Regions from separate parts of the Pan troglodytes genome. Here region 2 is linked to region 1. Evidence: chromatin contacts called from public HiChIP or PLAC-seq data. All regions are on one chromosome and are shown on one strand. Each heading gives the region's core, a stretch centred on a gene start, on an enhancer-like site or on the middle of the called end of the contact. The rest is flanking DNA. Distances are from core to core; before and after follow the strand shown. Region 1 holds the start of ZNF277 (zinc finger protein 277). Region 2 holds the start of LOC129135563.

Region 1 (5,240 bases), core at 756-3,255:
TTTTTTTTACTTCATACACTTCTGAATGGTTTGAAGTGCTTTTAAAAACTTTTAAACTTGTAAAATTTAAAAATAAATATTTTTAAATATTTTACATTTTTGAAAGGCATATCCTTTTTTTTTGTTTTGTTTTTGATACAGAGTCTTGCTCTGCCTCCCAGGCTGGAGTGCAGTGGTGGATCACGGCTCACCACAACCTCCGCCTCCCGGGTTCAAGGGATTCTCCTGCCTCGGCCTCCCAAGTAGCTGGGACTACAGGCATCCGCCACCACGCCCGGCTAATTTTTGTATTTTTAGTAGAGACGGGGTTTCACCATATTGGCCAGGCTGGTCTCGAACTCCTGACCTTGTGATCCACTCGCCTCGGCCTCCCAAAGTGCTGGTATTACAGGGGTGAGCCACCGTGCCCGCCCATTTTTAAAAATAAGTTAGACTGTGAGATAAATTCACCAGTTTAGATCTTAAACTGGTAGCCCTCTGAACTTTGAAAATCTAGGAAATCGTAATAGTCTGTTACCATCAGATAGCCCAATATATAACCAACCCAAAAATAAACCATTAGGGTGTTAAATTCAATATTTAACTCAGGAGACTACCAAAGATTTGTTTGGTAGAGGTACTAAAATAATTTCAGAGTAGGGAGTTCCACTGTTGGGAAGTGGGAAAAAACTGCACTTCAACTCTGTGCCGCTGAGGTAAATATTTAAGATGATATCAATTTAACTGTGAAAGCAAAAACAAATAAACCGAAAAACAAAGTCGCAACAGTCTGAGAACTATATTTAAGCCCCAAACCATGTTCATCAGAAAAAGACAACTTGTGCTAAATTACACATCAAGACAAAAATGGGGTGGGGGGAATGGGGGAGGGATAGACTAAAGGTAAAAGAGTCCTAAACACAATCCACCTGCAGCTTTCAAAATTTGGTTTTTTATTCCTACAGTGGATCAGAGGACAACCTGAAAGTCAGGTACAGCCAAAGTTGTGATGGTTTTCAAAACCCTTTTCAAATGTTCTTTGAAGCCACGAGTGCAAATTATCTATCACTTTCCTTTTCTTTCTCTAAGGACCCAGAGACTGGGAAGATCTCTCAGGCTCCACATACAAATCTGGAGAACACCCAGAGCAGTTAACCATCTACAGGGAGGTTGTGAGATACACACACTTTCCCTTCAGAGGTCACCTCAGCCACAAACTGGGCAAATCTGTAGAGTGGAGAGCAGTGACCACCAGTCTGCGACTGGAAATACTCCGGAAGCTAAATAAAACACATCTGCGAGGTCAAACCAAGCAAACCAAGGCAGTGTACTGGTGAGGAAAAAGAGCTGCTAATCCCAAAGTTATAAACACACGCGCGCGAACCAGATCTGAACCAAACCCACTCAGCAGCTAGCTCAAAGCTGGGAGCTCCAAACCAGAAGACAAACGCTCAGGGAGCTTCCCCGGCGGAGGGGAAGGCCATTCCATGGCATTTTCTCCGCCATCCCATGGCATTTTCTCCGCCATCCCCGGGCAGCCCCAACCAAGTAGCCGCCACCGGCTCCAACCCATCCCGCTGGGCCACCACCCGTGGGGCCCAGTCGAACCCAGGTGGCCCCAGAGCTGAAGGGCTCCTAGGGTCAGACCAGAGGTCCGTTGCACACCCGGTCATAGAGAAAGGAAGACACATCAGCCGCGCCTCGGGGGCACCGTACTCACCCCCATAACCTACACCCCCGACTGTGCTGCAGCTCCCATCACGGTCTTCCTGCATTCGGGCGACAGGCCCCTGGGTCTTGGAAGCAGCCATTACCCGGCAGAAAAGAAAAGGGAGGGCCGCAGGGCGGGTCGGAGGCGGGGTGGCACCAATAGAAACGCTACTGGAGGCGAACTCCCCGTCGACGTAATGTTTTCTCCACACCTACGCCGCGCTCTGGACCAATAGGACGTAATCAGTAAAACTGAATCCCCGCCCCGAACCACAATTGCCGCGCCCACTTCCGGGATGGGGAGGCCAAGAACTACAATTCCCAGCGTGCTGCGGGGCCCTGGGACGGGAGGGCTGGACTAGGCGCTGGCGGGCGGGGGTGCGCCGGAGAGTGCCCCGGCGTGTTCGCTTAGTTCAGTGAATCAGAACAATGACTGCGCCGCCGGGTACCCGGGAGCGCGTCGGAGGACTGTGAGCAGCCGCCGCCGGGAGAGCTGCGGGCGGCGCAGTGTCAACGCTGGGCTCGGGAGCCTCCAGCGCAGATCCTGCCCAGCGCCCGCAGCCCGCGCGAAGCCGCTGGGCTCCGGCACTGCAGCGCTGCTCGGGGACTGTGCATTGTTGTGAGCCGGAGAAGGGGCGCGGGGATTACAAAGCCTGAAGACCCCGGAGCCCCTTTAGCCATGTGGATACCTACGGAGCACGAGAAATACGGCGTGGGTGAGTCTCCGCGGGGCGAACTTTTATTCTGCTCTGGCCCGAGCGAGTGCGCATTTCTCGTCCTTGCCCCCGCGCCCCTCTCGCTCCGCCCGGTTGAAAATGCCTAATCCTGGCATCGCGCAGCGGGTACGGGGCTTTGCCGAGCCAGCTCCAGGCAGAGGGCTGCGCACCAGGCTCTCGCCCCGCACCGCCTGCTCGGCGCGCCCCGCACTGGTTCCCGAAGCGCCGGGACAGCTTGGGGGAGCGCGCGGCCGGCCCGCTAGCTTCGGGCTCTGCCTGCGGAGTTTGGAGTGGCGACTGGGCGTGTGTGTGTGTGTGTGTGTGTGTGTGTGTGCGTGCGTTTGTGTGTGTATGTCAAGTTGGAAGAGGAGGCGAATGGGGTTTCTCTCCTTCCTTACCCTTCTTCCCCAAAGCGACAGGGAGCTGCAACGGTTCCTCTGGGTGGAGAGGGAGACAACAACACTCGGGCAGAGAGAACACCCCCAAAACAGTAGGGAGGCGCAAACCCTTCCCTCTGGCTCGAATCGACATTCCCGGAGTGTGGAATGTGGCAGGGTCCTGGAGAGAGCCGCTCTGACAGGCTGAGCCCTCTCTGACCCTCCTCCCTCTCTGCGATCCCGGATTTATGGGGTGTGTATGTTGCGGGGCGGGGGCATTGGTAAATTTCAACATCTGCGCCGCTCAGTTCTTTGGTCTTTGGAGAAGAACGGGTATTTCAGCAGTGTTTTTACTTCTGGCCACCCTCTCGACCCCGGGTGAGCGCAGTGGGGGCGGTGTGGCGGTACAGGGCTGCTGAGTGATAAATGGGGAGGGGGATCGGAAAGCCTGGTTCTTGGGGGCAGGGAGATAGCTTTTAGGAAAGCGTACCCTGACACTGGCGTTCGGAGAAAAAGGAACAGGATAGCTCTCGCTGTTCTGTGTAAAGGTGAACAACAAAGGACATTAATGTTGACTGATGAATACAGGAGTCTCCCTTCCTTTTCCTCCTCCCATTTCAGGCGGGTTACAGTTCCCGTTTTTGTTGTTTGATTTCAGCTGGGTCGCCCCTTGACAGTTACTCCTTTTAGGGTTGAGCCTATTAAGAAGCCAGGCTCTCCGACAAGCCTGCAGCCGGCCAAATGCAATTATAACCTCCCAGAAGGTCTAACAGAAAGCATTATGGATTTTACTAACACTCTTTATTTCCTATAGTGCCCTGTTCTGCCGACTGGTGTACTGTGTGTGTGTGTGTGTGTGTGTGTGTTTTAAAATTGAGGACAGGTCTAGTGATTTAGGTGATGTGTAGATATCTGCTTATGTTCTAAATTCATTTTCCTGCAATTTAAAACATCTGGAAAGCCTTCCCAGGGAGTCGTAGTCCGAGGGGATTTTTTTTTTTTTTCCCAACTTTGCCTGGGGATAGGACTTTGGGGTCCATTGAAAGGACTGTAGGATTCAACAAAATCATTCCCACATTTCACGTTAGCTTCCATTCTGGATTGTGACTGATTACCAAGACAATAGTTTGACCTGAACCCACCTTTGGGAAAGGTTTCCAGCTTTCCCTCCTTCAAAGTGTCAGAGGAGTCTTTGCCAGCCTCTTTACTGGCAAGGAGTAGATGTTAGTAGTTGTTATTTTCGTTCTCCTCACTCTCTTCTTTTTTGGGAGGTAGATTAACCCTTGCTAGGGAAAAGATAGTCCCTTTGCTGGACTGGTGAGGGACCCGAGGGTATCGCCTCCTAAGCGGCTTTAACACTCAGTGCAGGAAGCTCAGATCCATCCAGGCAAAACTGTCCTGCTTGGAGTCGATCCCAGATGTTGCTTTCTTCCAAGTGTTAAATTATACAGATTATGGATGGGATTTATTTTCTTGATTTCTTCATGTGCCAGGTCACAGCTGGGGTGCTGGTATCGATTAGTTCCTCTCTTGCCTTTCTTTACAAGCGGTGGGCAGAGGCTTAAAAACCACTCTGGGATTTCCTGGAATGGCAAACCGGATATTATCAGTCAAATGTTTTGGGCTGCAGCAGACACCTCGGTTTTGGGTGGTTGTGATTTGATTGCAGAGTAGGGGAGGCAGAAGGGTGTGCTCACAATTGAGAAAAAGAGGTTGAATGAGATGAAGGACGAGAGCAGAGAGAGGGTCTTTTGCCCCAAATTACTGCTGTTGTTCTCAATATCACATGTGCCAGAATGTTAATTAACCTTTATTATTAATTTTTGAGCATTTGGATTGTGGAATGCTTAGCTGTTTTTTAGAATCCATCTGTTAGGCGTGTGTGTGTGTGTGTGTGTGTGTGTAGTGAAATTTTTGCTAGGATACTTATGTGTGGACTTTATTTTTCACCATGGAGGGCACTGTTTATAGCTGCTTATATTGCAAGTTGTTTGTTTTTTCTTTTAACCTTGGTTAATGTTTGTGTTTTTCTCATGTAGTTCTTACAGATGTTAAAGAAAAGATCTTATGGGCACAGATCTTTGTTACCAGGTGTAGTGGTAATTTAGTTTCTTCATTCTTTGAAATAAATCAGTCTTTGTAACAGAATATGTGACGTTTTAGTATAAATTATATATTTCTGCAAAGGTACTTTTTATATACCCTCATTTATGTATGAGATAATTATGCTTTTATATACTTATGATTAAATTTTAAGCAGCATACTGTAAACATGGGTAAAATTAGTTAAATTTTATATCTGTAATTAAATGTATTGGAGATGGAAATTCTTTTTCGTAACTGATGTATAGGCACTGTCCCATTTAATGTATGATTAAATTCATTAAAACAACGAAAAGTCAGTCATAAGTGTTCTGATTTTAGGAAAAGGTATAGTGATGAAGTTATAGTTCTGAGG
Region 2 (5,240 bases), core at 1,439-3,938, 240 kb before region 1:
AAAGTAATAATGACAATTTGGTTACATAGTGGAGACCTCATTTGAATCCCATTTCTTTTAGATGTCATTTAAAAATACTAGTTGGGTAAGTGGCTTGTTAAGTAAGCAAAAGTTTGTGTAATTTTCCATCTCTTCTACTCAACTATTATTTATTCATTGTTTATTAAACAAGTAAAACATTCACATAGGACCAAGTTAAAGTTTTAAAAAGTAAATCTCACCCCCATACCTTTCCCCAGCTCCACTTCTGAGGTAACCACAGTTAACAAGTTCTAGCACACACTTCCAAAGATATTCAAAGCATGTATTGTGTTATAAATTAATCAAAGAATTATTTTCCACTTGTTTACATATGCTAAAATTCAGTGGTGAAATGGATCTTTTCTACTAAAATAGTGAAAAGGTAGCAGCAATAAAGCTGATGAAAGGTCACAAATGAGCCCTGAGGCAAAATTTAAAAGGCAATCCCCATACAGCCACCAGAGGCCTGTATAGGTACTATAAGCACAAAGAGGGAAGGAGGCTTGCCCAGAAACTTTAGACGGGATTAAAGGTTTGTGCGTGATCTAGGCCATTACTAACATCATTATAACTTTCAAACTTTAGCTTTCAAACTTTTCCATTTCATCAACAAAAGGGTAAAATAATAAAATAAATATCTTCTAGAAAGAATTCAAATGTTTGATTCAGATGAGGAAAAGCTGAAACACAGTGGTAAGAAATATCCTCAGACCAGGCACCGTCCCAGCATTGTGGGAGGCTGAGGCAGGAAGATCCCTGGGGACGAGGGACTCGTGACCAGCCTGGCCAACATAGACCTTGTCTCTACAAAAAATGTAAAAAATAGCCAGGAATGGTGTCACATGCCTGTAGTCCTAGCTACAGGAGGCTGAGGAGGGAGAGCTGCTTGAGCCCAGGAGTTAAGAGGTTGCAGTGAGCTATGATCACACCACACCGCACTCCAGCCTGGGCGACAGAGCCAGACTCCCTCTTTCCCTTAAAAAAAAAAAAAAAGTATCCTCAATTCACATAGAGCAACCAGAGGCCACAATAAACTAATTACATATTTTACATCTTGATAAAGAATGAATTTCATCAACATGGAGAGCATTCAAAATAAAGAGGCACCTAAAAAATGTAAAAAATTGCTGTTTTAAGAATCCCTCCCTATGGTCAATTACTAAATGTTTAATACATGATCACGAGTTTTTGAGCTTTTTTAAATGCCAGTTTCCAATAACCTTTAACAACATAACCCCATATTTACTTTTCTTGTGAACAAAGGCATATCATTCTGAGTGGCAGCCGTGGCGGAGGGGCAACTGTGTCCAAAAATACCTGATGGCTAATAGTTCCAGTGTGATAACGTCGGAGAATACTCCAATATTTAACTCCTGTTTAAATTTCTAAATAAAATATTACCCAGGTTATTTAATACTCGATTTGAGTTTATTGGGGTCTCTCCTAGAAGGGCCTTCCAATTCCAATTGGAATCCTTTTTCTTAACCATATAATAAGTAGAAAACCATAAATTCAGTTAAGCACCTACTCATCCCACCCAGGAAAAGTTTCAACTTCGTAGCGAGGGCACAATAACCTCAACTTTTAGCCAACTGCAACCTAAGCTCCTCACTACCCTGCCTCTCTGTGGCTCACTGCAGACAACATATAGAATGCAGCACAAAGGAGAACGCGTTTCTTCCCCCCGTGAGCAGAAGGTCGCCTCGGGTGGTCGCAGAGGTCCTAGAGGTTCAGGGCTTCTGCAGGTGCCAGTTAGGGGAAGGAGCACAGCCTAGGGGGGAGAAAGTGGTCCCCCCGCCTCCGACGCCTTCCCCTGGCCAGGTGGACATGCGAGACGGAAAGCTTCCCCGGCGCCTCTGCGTCACCCCGGGCCCACCGCGCAAGGCCCAGGCCGCGTGACGCAAGAGCCCGTCCAAACCCGCCGGACGTTTGGCATCCCAGGAGCTCCATGTTGGAGCCAGGGTGTCAAAGGCGGCCAGTGACTGCACGGACTCAACTCCCCGTTCTTCCCCACCCGTGGTCGGGGAGAGATCGGGCGAGATCGCCGCCGAGAAAGGAACTCTGACAATGGTTCCTTTCCCGCCCAGCTCCCGGTCAGCCCCTGTCCCGACACACTCTCAGGCCCAAGGACCCGTTCCTCCCTGCCCCCCACGGCCGGTGCCCAAGAGTCCGGTTCGCACGCCAGATCTAAATCGCGCGAGGAGCAGCGCCTAGGGCACGCTGGGAATTGTAGTTCAGTAGCCAAACCACGCACCCTGGAAATGCAAATGTGTACATCAGAAAAAGAACTACAACTCCCACCGTGCCCAAGCATGGAAGACTCGCCAGCCTGGCCGGCAACCGGGATGCCGGCAGCGGGGATACCCCTTACCTGCTGTCGCCGCCGTCGCTGCGGCTGCTCCTGACCCGCCGCCGCCAGCACTGCCACCGCGGTGGGGAGTGTTCCGCTTCTTGTTCTTCGGCATCGTGGGACGCCTGGTGCCGCCCAGAGTCGGAGCTTAGCGAGGATCAGCCGATGGAGCTGCACTTTTTACTCGTGCGTCTGTGCGGCGGGCGGCTGAGAGGCGAGTCTTCGGCTAACAACGGAGTCGAGAAGCGGCGGGGGTAAGAGTGGGCGGTGGCGGCAGCAGAAATCCCCGTGAAGAGCTGTGATCGAAAACGATACATGTTTCTCTCTAGCGCGGGAGCTAAGGCGGGGCAGGGGAGGCCACGACGCCTTAAGTAGCAATACCGCCACCTGACGTCACTCTGTGGGCGGGGCTTGAGCGCTTCCCAGCCAATCCCTGCACACCTCCCCACTGTACTCCTCCGTCGGGCGGGGCGCGGATCCTGCCTACAAATCCCATGCGGCCAGTCTTCCGTCCGCGCCCAGGGAGCCTGTCTTCGTGGCCTCACTGAATTCTGGGAAACGTAGTAAGGCTGGGGCCGGGGCCTCCTCCCGGCCGTCTCTTCCCAACGGGCTTTTCTGCCCACTTGCTTTTTTCTTGGTGACCCCACCCCTGCCTCGGCGCGCCCCCGCCTTGGAACTGGGTGAGGTAGGCACCGGCGATGCACAGTGGGGCGAGTATGCCCTATGACGAGAGTCGGCTTCCAGCTGGCAGCTATGCAATCACCTTTGCTTCTCTTTCTCCGGAGGCTGGTGTTCTCCTTAACCTTTCCCCTACTTCCCTGCGGCACCTGCCAGGCACGCAGCCTTACCTCTCCTGGGTAACATTTCCATGGTTTTAGTTTTAACTAGTTCCATGAACTACTTAAGCCATCATCAGTACTGTACCTGTAATTGGACCGTGGTTCAGGGTTATGTGCCCCCCATCCCTCCCCCCAAAAAAAGGGATGCTTTCGTCTACTTAGTTGTGGAGTTCGTGTATATCTCAGATTCTAGACTAGGAATATATGACGATTCAGCGTTGTGGGTTTCTATACAAGAATGTGTCCCTTGACAATACTACCTGCCAGTTCTGAGAACTTCACAGCTGGTAAAACAAACACGAGTTATACAGATCAATAATCGCAGTGCTGCCTTTTTTCTCAAGGCACTCCTAGATCTCTGTCTTCCTTGTTAGGACATTTGTCTAGTATTTAGAGCCTGTTATTAGGTTCATATACTATGCTTATGACAGATCAAAGTCCCTGACTCACCTCAATGTAGGTGAGTCATCCGCCACTCCACCTCTCAGCTGAGCTCTATTCTTCTATTTTCAATTGCCTGTAGCACATTTCCACCAGAATGTTCCACTTGTGCCTCAACCCAACATCTCTGAAACGAATACTATATTTCCTTCTTCCTGTCTTCCCTTTGTTCACTGTACTATTTATTATCCTCCCATATGTTAAATTCCAAAACTCAAATTCATAGTCTTTTTTCCCTTTGATGCACCACCCCCTCCCCACCCGCAAAGCAATTAGTTTTAAAATAGCACTCTTAAATTCCTGTCCTATTCTGTGATCACATGTGACCTCAGTTCATGCCTGGGCATTTTAAGTGATCTCCCAGTCTTTTCATCCATGTTTCATGCACAGTAATGCTGCCAGATTTATTTGTGTGTTCCCTATTTTACGAATCCACCTGCTTTAATAGTTGCTCAAAAACATTCCATGGCTCCCATGACTAACTTTAAATGCCAACCCTTTTAGCCTGGCCCTGACTCCCTTTCCAGCCTCATCTTTCACTGCTTCCTCATACAGTTCTCGTTCTTCAGCCAAACAGGACTGCTTTTCATTTCCAATACACAGCTCTGTTCTCCTACCTCCATTTCCTCATTCATATTCTTTCCTGTTCTTGTAATGCCTTTCCTCCCATCTTCACCTTAAGAAATTTTATCCGCCTTTCAAGATGTAGCTCATGCTGCCACCTTCCTGAAGCCTCCAGCCAGAATTTTCTTCCTCCTCACAACTCTTTGACACTCATCCTAATAATGCCCTAATGGCACTTACTACCTCCCCACATGGCCTACTCAAAGATGCTATTTAATGGGCAACATTTCAGGGTTGCTTTTACTTTGTTTACTTCTGAAGCAGCCAGTAAACTGCACAGAGCACAGAAACCAAATACGGAGGCAGGTTGTGGGGGAGGAAGCAGCTCACACTGACTCCTTGTATCTAGAGGCACACTGCAACTCAGTGACAGGGCCTATACAGAATGAGATGTCTCACAGAATTGTAGACTCAATAACTTTTATAACCCTAGGCTCTTCACCATCCAGAAACAATTTATACTATACATAAGGCAACAGTTTTGCCACTCTGGAGTCACATCACCTAGGCCTAACATCCAGGTTCCAGCCCTGGAAATGTGTGCTTTGCATTTGGGGCAGGGGCTTTTTTTCCAAATCCCTTCACATCCACTTAGTCGTTCTGCGGCAGGCCTGGCCATGGCCCACCACATCATATACGTACTTGTTTTACATTTATTTGTGAACACATCTGTCATCTCATGAAATTATCAGCTTCCCAAGAACAAAAATCTTTTCCTCTTTTTAATTTCTTTTCTTTTTTTCTTACTTTTCTTTCTTTCTTTTTTTTTAAATCTACAGGCCCAGGAACTTGAAAAAATCTTGCTGTATCCCTCATGGCACAAAAGGAAGTGTTACATTTGAAATTGAAATTATAGTTAGTATATATATAGTTAAATGAACATTTAAGAAATAATCGTTGACTAGATTTTTCTGGATCAAGGAAAGGGAGAAACTTATGTATCACTACATACATACATTCTGGAT

The links. HiChIP or PLAC-seq counts read pairs in DNA pulled down with a chosen protein or histone mark.
Region 2: a contact with region 1 is called in an H3K4me3 HiChIP or PLAC-seq map of stem cell-derived excitatory neurons, with 5 times the contacts expected there. The contact joins the promoter of LOC129135563 here to the promoter of ZNF277 in region 1. A contact is called at or near these places in 1 of 7 Hi-C or Micro-C datasets (stem cell-derived neural progenitor cells) and 1 of 1 datasets of contacts at active chromatin or transcription factors (stem cell-derived excitatory neurons).

Annotation. Positions count from the first base shown.
Region 1 is chr6:127,577,580-127,582,819 of NHGRI_mPanTro3-v2.0_pri, reverse strand. ZNF277 (zinc finger protein 277) reads right to left here and starts at 2,005. Exons shown (of 12, transcript XM_519316.7): 1 at 1,700-2,005. The coding sequence starts at 1,790. DOCK4 (dedicator of cytokinesis 4) reads left to right here and starts at 2,023. Exons shown (of 52, transcript XM_519315.8): 1 at 2,023-2,405. The coding sequence starts at 2,369.
Region 2 is chr6:127,821,634-127,826,873 of NHGRI_mPanTro3-v2.0_pri, reverse strand. LOC129135563 reads right to left here and starts at 2,688. Exons shown (of 1, transcript XM_055078606.1): 1 at 2,530-2,688. The coding sequence starts at 2,688. The coding sequence ends at 2,530. The region is part of intron 2 of IFRD1 (interferon related developmental regulator 1); the gene reads right to left.